Regions from separate parts of the Danio rerio genome. Here region 1 is linked to region 2. A link is a contact called in public Hi-C data. All regions are on one chromosome and are shown on one strand. The core of a region is the stretch at or near the end of the contact, and the rest is flanking DNA. Distances in the headings are between cores, read along the strand shown.

The links. A called contact is a pair of places that touch in the nucleus more often than the background predicts.
Region 1: a contact with region 2 is called in a Hi-C map of an unstated tissue, with 4 times the contacts expected there. The contact joins the promoter of sulf1 here to the enhancer-like site in region 2. A contact is called at or near these places in 1 of 18 Hi-C or Micro-C datasets (an unstated tissue) and 1 of 4 datasets of contacts at active chromatin or transcription factors (caudal fin).

What each region holds. Positions count from the first base shown.
Region 1 is chr24:23,387,666-23,391,017 of GRCz12tu, reverse strand. sulf1 (sulfatase 1) reads right to left here and starts at 1,311. Exons shown (of 19, transcript NM_001003846.2): 1 at 1,021-1,311.
Region 2 is chr24:23,183,036-23,186,288 of GRCz12tu, reverse strand. The region is part of intron 7 of zgc:162928; the gene reads right to left. Among named protein-coding and RNA genes, the nearest start is that of zgc:162928, 100 kb to the right of the region's middle. Within about 2 kb of position 1,653, at least 4 of the 62 cell types and tissues checked have an H3K27ac peak or open chromatin away from gene starts, as enhancers often do.

The sequences.
Region 1 (3,352 bases), core at 62-2,561, 210 kb before region 2:
ATATAAAAGATGCCATAAAAGCCTTTTTTGGCAACTAATGCAACCCATCAAGATTGATTTATCAAGGTCATTTTCAAACTCTCAATAAATCAAATCTACTTGTGCATTAAATCGATTCAACGCAAGGTAACGTCTGCATAAGCATCAACTCTCAAAGGATTTGTCAAGCACCAACGAAATTAAAGGTGGAGAAAAAAAAATCAACTAATAAGGCATAACTAAATCCACAGAAATGAAAACACACTAAATGAGAACTGAATTCAAGTCCTGTAGTCATCACTGGTAATGACTGCCCTCATTGTAAAATCTCAACACTGGTGCTGATGTATTTGTGGTTTTCTCAAATGAATTTCAGCGTGCAAGTGAGTGAGTGATGTTGACATGCCTGATTTATGTGTGTAAATAAACATCATTCACACAACTCTGTCTTTGTGGCATTCCTGGCATCATTCTTCTGCCCCCTCGCCTTACAGCTGTACAGTCCCCTCAGCAAACACCTCGCGCTGTATACATGCCCGGGAGCAACACATTAATGCTAGACATCTAGTTCTTCATTGGCAGGTCTCTCTTTTTTTGGTGTACTGGAGTTGAGTGAAACTTGTGACATGATTTCTTTGGAGTGGCAACTATGTTTGCATATGTTGCAAATTGGTCCCAGAGATGTTCTTAATGCTACTTAATGCAAGAAACACCTAATTTAAACAACTCATTCCACTGAATGTGTTTGCCGGCAACATGTGCAGGCTCAGTCTCAACCAAATATATACAAACGTCCAAAAGATTAAGTCATGTTCATGCAGTCAAAATCTAATTAAATGCTTCATTAAAGCTTGCATATCATGCAAAACACATTGCATCAGTTAAAAACCACAATCTCTCATTCAGAACCCCAACCCTGACAGCACTTCAGCTTTACATGGGCTTCTCCAAATGAGACAGCCAAAAACCATTGCAGATTGTCTGAAAACCCCCAAGCCTCCAAGGAAAAACAAACTGAGTGTGAATTAGAAGTGTTACTACCTGGATGTCAGTCTTGTTCATGAAGCTGATCTCTCTCTGTTTCTCGCTGTGGGTTGTTTGCTCTTGAGCTCCTCAGAGTGTTTGTGGGGACCACACTGCTCCTGGAAGACAACCTTCCTCCTCTAATCCGTTCTCCAATGTGATGACACACACTAACCCCAACCATCTGTTGAAACACGTCCTCCAGCACTCAGCACAGTGGTGCATCAAGACAAACTACCCAGTCCAATCAGAGAGGGTACTGGGTGGCTCTTCCCAGGCTGGAGGCAGGGACAAGGACATAAGGGAAACACTAGTCAGAGATGTCTAAAAACTCCAGCCACAGTAACCTGAGATTTAGAGAGAGAGAGAGAGAGAGGGAGGAGAGAGAGGAGAGGAGGAGGGAGGGGACTGAGAATGCGAATGAGGGAGGGAGGGAGAGAGAGCAGCATGTCTCTGAACAGTTATGTTGCCACTTGTAGCTCACAGGAATCCCATAGAAGCAGCCTGGGGTTCCTCAAATCTTACTTGCACAGATAGTTGCATTGTACTGTAGTACCCTGTAAAGCCTAGAGGAAAGAAGTGCCATAAAGACAGCGTGGTCAGTTAAAGAAAGAAAGTCTCGCATAGACCACAATGCCCTGCTGTTTGCACTTCACTGTTACATTTGCCCAACTCACACCTCCCTGTTATAAATCTTCAGCTGTCCCAGCAGCATTCCTGTCCTTCGCAATCTACTGCCTTAAGTTAAGAGCAAAACAGATTTTACAGAGATAAGAGACTGAGCCCGGGATCATTAGCGCTATTTAGTGGCTTTTATTTCAGCTACTGTCTTTTGCTGTGCTGGATTGAAACTGCTTCAAATGTTGGACTGAATTTTAAGTTTTGCTGACTTATTTACTGTTGTGTTTTAGGTTAGTGGAGTGTTTTCTTTAGTGTAAATGGCAGATGAGTTTACAAGACTCATAACTATAAAACAGTGTCAAATACTTAATGTAATCTTTGGTTAGAAGATTTCTTTTTAAAAGAAACATTAATACAAAGTTTCCACAAATGTTTGACAAATTTAACTGACATATTTTTGTAACCATTACCATGAACCATTTAGATTTTTTTTTTTTTTCAAATTAAATATTGAATATTTTTATACAATATATATTATAACTTAAATTTTTGATGGATCATATACCATGCAAGACTGCACAATTTAAAATTGCAATTGTCTAATAATTTTGTTTTGTTAATTTTGCTTTGTTTTGTCAATAAGAAGAAAAAAGTATACATACATGCATACATAATTTATTCTTTTATAAATAAATAAATAAATAAATAAATAAATAAAAATGTCTGGTGCTTGAAGAGATATTTATTGTGTTTAGTTAAGGCTAAATAGGGCTAGATTATTAATTAATTAACTTATGTTTTTGATGGATCATACTATTCAAAACTGCACAATTTAAAATTGCAATTGTTTAATAATTTATTTGTCATGCTTTGTTTTGTCTATATGAAAAAAAATGCATACATAATCCTTTCTTCTTTCACTTAAAATTATAAATAAATAAATAAAAATGTCTGTTAGTGTTTGAAGATATTAGGACTAAATTCAACATCTGCAGGATAATGTATACATAAACAAAACAAACAAACACAGATAAAGTAGTTATGCTACTGATCGTTTTGCAACTAAAACAAGAAACAGCTAAAACTGCTGGAATTTGGTGCAGAAAACAACCAAAAGCAGTCTTTAGGGGAATTAAATCTTCAGATTAGTAAAACATCAACAGAAAATGGCTTGTCATTTATGAAACCACAGTTCAATAAACATGCTAACCCTGATTAAGCACTATCTTGGCAACAAAGTTCATCAGTCGAGGAAATGAAAACAAAGGCTGCTAAGTGACCTATTAGCATTCTTTAAAACTGCTTTCACACCTGGTAAAAGTTTCAGTTAGGCCAGACCAAACTCAAACACTGATCAATCTTCACTCCTGACAAACCCCTCAAAAGCTTTAAATCAAACAAACAAGACGAGCTCGTCATCACATACTCTACTCAAGTAGCCAGAGAGAAGGCTAACATCTTCTTTCCTTTATACTTTCACCTTTTTTTGTGCTAATGTAGATCTAAGAGGCATTCTAGATTAATGACAGTTTCAGGAGAGGCAGGAGAAACAGATAAAAACTGCAATGCAAAACATTAGTTTTCATATAGCTTCATTTACAGTTGGGACTTTACAGTGGAAGGAAATGTGATTCAGGCTTAATACCACTCACTGTAATTGTTTTAATAGAGTTTTCCTTATTTTATCAATCTATTTAAGCATTTTATCAGAACATAGTTTTAGAATGTT
Region 2 (3,253 bases), core at 404-2,903:
AAGTAAAATTTAAAAAGTCATTTGTACATCAGGCTGTGTGTCTTTGTCTCTTTGTAAGCAGTATTTATCATGCTGTTATGCAAGAAAAATGTAAGCTGCTTGACAAAGTTTTGTATTGTATTGCATTGTATTGTAAATGTTTATATTAGATTTCTTTATGATCATCTTTTGAATCATTCTTCAATAAATCTAAGATGCCACAAATGGTTTGATGTAACAGAGTTTACTGTATATTGTTGCACTAAATGACGATTAGCTATAAACTCAGAGCGTCAGAAAATCCAATTGAAAAATCATTGACTGTTAATACAAAAGATGCCATGTCATATTTTGTACACAAGCAACCAGATTTTTGTTTAAAATTTAAGGCCAAATGTTTTGCATATTTGTTATAAGCGCATTATAAGCAGACTTGACAACACTGGTGACACTAGCTATGTTTCCATCCACCTATTTTTATGTCCATTTTGCATATGCGCATTAAAAAAAACAGTTGATGGAATTGCCATGATGTGCATAAATTTAAAAATATGCGCATAAAAAAACGTATGCGCATAACTGAGTAAGATAAACTTTTTATTAAATAAGAAAAGATGCGCATAAACTACGATGGAAACACTTTTACCGCACAAATTTCAGTATGCGCTTTAAAAAAGGTCATGTGATTTTGTGATGAGATCATGTGATGATGAAAATGTGTGTAAATGGACAAACCAGCAGGCTGAACACACTGTAAAACATCCGAACTGTTGTTTTAGTCATTCTTAAACGCCTTCCCGTTTAAGTTAAGTGTTATTATATCATCAATGACCTCCATAATCAAAAGCGTCTCTGCTCTGTGTCTGACACCTTCAAACGCCACCGCGCGTTCACTGCGTGTCAGGATTGCCTTCTGAGGCGCAAGTCATTTATTAGATGAAGAAAAGATTGACACAGCTTCTCCTACTGTGGCAAATTCCGTTTTTATTGATATTTGGCGCCAGTTAACCAGGAAGAGACGATTTTGTTCTCTTTGACTCGTTAGATGGAAACGCAGCTTTATTCGAACATCTTTTATGCGATAATCCAGTTTTGCGCATAAAGTTCATTTGCACTTTTGGATGGAAACATAGCTACTGAAGACTGTCATAATGATGCTGAAAATCTTTCCCATTGCATGAATTGCAATTGCACTTATTTTAAAAATCCAAGAGTATTACTTCAACCGGGTGAGCATAAGAATGACCTTTTAAAACATACTTTCCCCGTGACATTTACTTTCCTACAGTAAACCATGCCTGACCGCTGATAGCAAGGCTGATGTTCCTGTTATCACACTACAAGATCTGAAAAAACAAACCTGGGGAACACAGACACACACATTCCCTCAGATAAGACTTACAGAGGCATTGTGTGCAGAACAACATTATCACAACATTACAAAACCAAGCATTCAAACCCACGACGCCACACATGACTCACTGTGTTTGTTACTTGCATGATTTTTGGATATGTTTGTTGTTAGGTCTATGGGTTCATTCCTACAGATAAATCATATTTTGAGGTTTTCGCTCTACTGTAAATCCTCCAGAGGTTTGTGGCTTACATCATACTCTCACTGAATGTCTTTCAGATTTAATAAATGGTTCACTGTGGACTACGCTATCAATCTCCGAGCTGCGGCTTGCAGTGTCTTGGCATGACTTTCAGTGATTAGGTAATCCGAAGTGTGCGGTAGAAGCCATATAAGAGCTGCTACATACAAAAAGTTAGAAGGATAAACATTTAATGTTAGCTTGAGAAAAGCAAGCCAGAAAAGCAGGTTCAAAATCTCATTTAAATTTGAAATTATTTAAAGTTGGAAGTAGATTTAATTTACAAACATCTAAAATCTTCAAATTTGAATGTGTTATATGTTCAATTTGTGATGTAGTTGTTAGAGTGCTGAGGATGGTTTCTAGGCAGTTGTTATATGGTCATTAGACATTTTGTAAAGTTGTAAGCGTATTTTGTGTGGTTTCTAGTTGCTAGGGTATCCTGTGTTATTGAGAAGCTGTTACTAGGGCATTCTATGTTGTTTCAACTTATTGCTAGGCTGTTCCGTGTACTTAATGCAAGGTCACACTGCACTTTCGCCCCATTGATTTCAGTTGATATGCAAGGGGAATGTGCCAGATTGGTAATGCAAGCTCACGTGAAAAGTTCCGCAATTCGCTGCATTCCAAATGCTTGGTGAATTCTAATTAACTCGCATCACGTAAATGAATGAGAAATTTAAAACTTGAAGGAATCATATTTTAGCAGTGTTACATCATCTTGTTTGAATGTTAATAGTTTTGCATGCTCAACTTTAGATGCTCCTCTGTGTTGAGCTTCTTTGCAGGTGTTTTGAGTTAAAGGGCTGTATTTTAACAATCTATGCACAAAGTTTAATGCTACGTTCACACCAGATGCGGAAGAAGCATCAAGCGCGAGTGATTTACATGTTAAGTCAATGCAAATGCACGAATAGACATCCTAAAGCAATTTGTGTGAATGAAGCAGCGCGATTGATGCGATTCACGCGAACGAAGCAGCGTGTGTGTTTTGCGCGATTGACGCGCGTATCACATGTTTCACGCGAAACGCTCAAGTTCCAAAATCTAAACTTCTGCGGACATTTGTGCCACGTTAACCAATCAGGAGCTTGCTTTTGAGAGGGCGTAATTATGATGTTGTGCCTGGGGGAAAATCCTGCCTACACCGACAACAGTTTATCAAACTGGAGAAGTTTGTATACTCACAGTGCTGCTGCACTTCTATCAAGATCTAGTGGACTCAGACACAGCTCCAAACTAATATATGCTGTCTTTCAGCCTTCATAAACCACATAAACAGTTTTTTTTCTCAATAAAATCCATGTTAGCCATTTAGCAACGAAGCTAGAGTCACTGGGCAGAAGCCCTGCCCATCACACAAATCCGCCTCTGTTGTGAAGTGAATTTGCCACGTGAATGACGGGGATTTGACATGCGAATGAAGTGGATTTTTGACGTGCGAATAAAGCGAGTAAACTTAAAATTTTTACAGGGCTATTTATGAGTGAATAACGCAATTTATCTGCGAGTTGATGGTGTGATCACAGAAAAAAGCACATGGCTCAAAAACACTGAAACCACTTTTGCTATTTTAAGGATGTTCTGCACCCTTAAGCATGGTCTAACAGGGTTGTACTTATTCTCTTAATGACTTAGGGGTGTATTTTGAGCATAACGTGCACTGAACCAATCAAGAG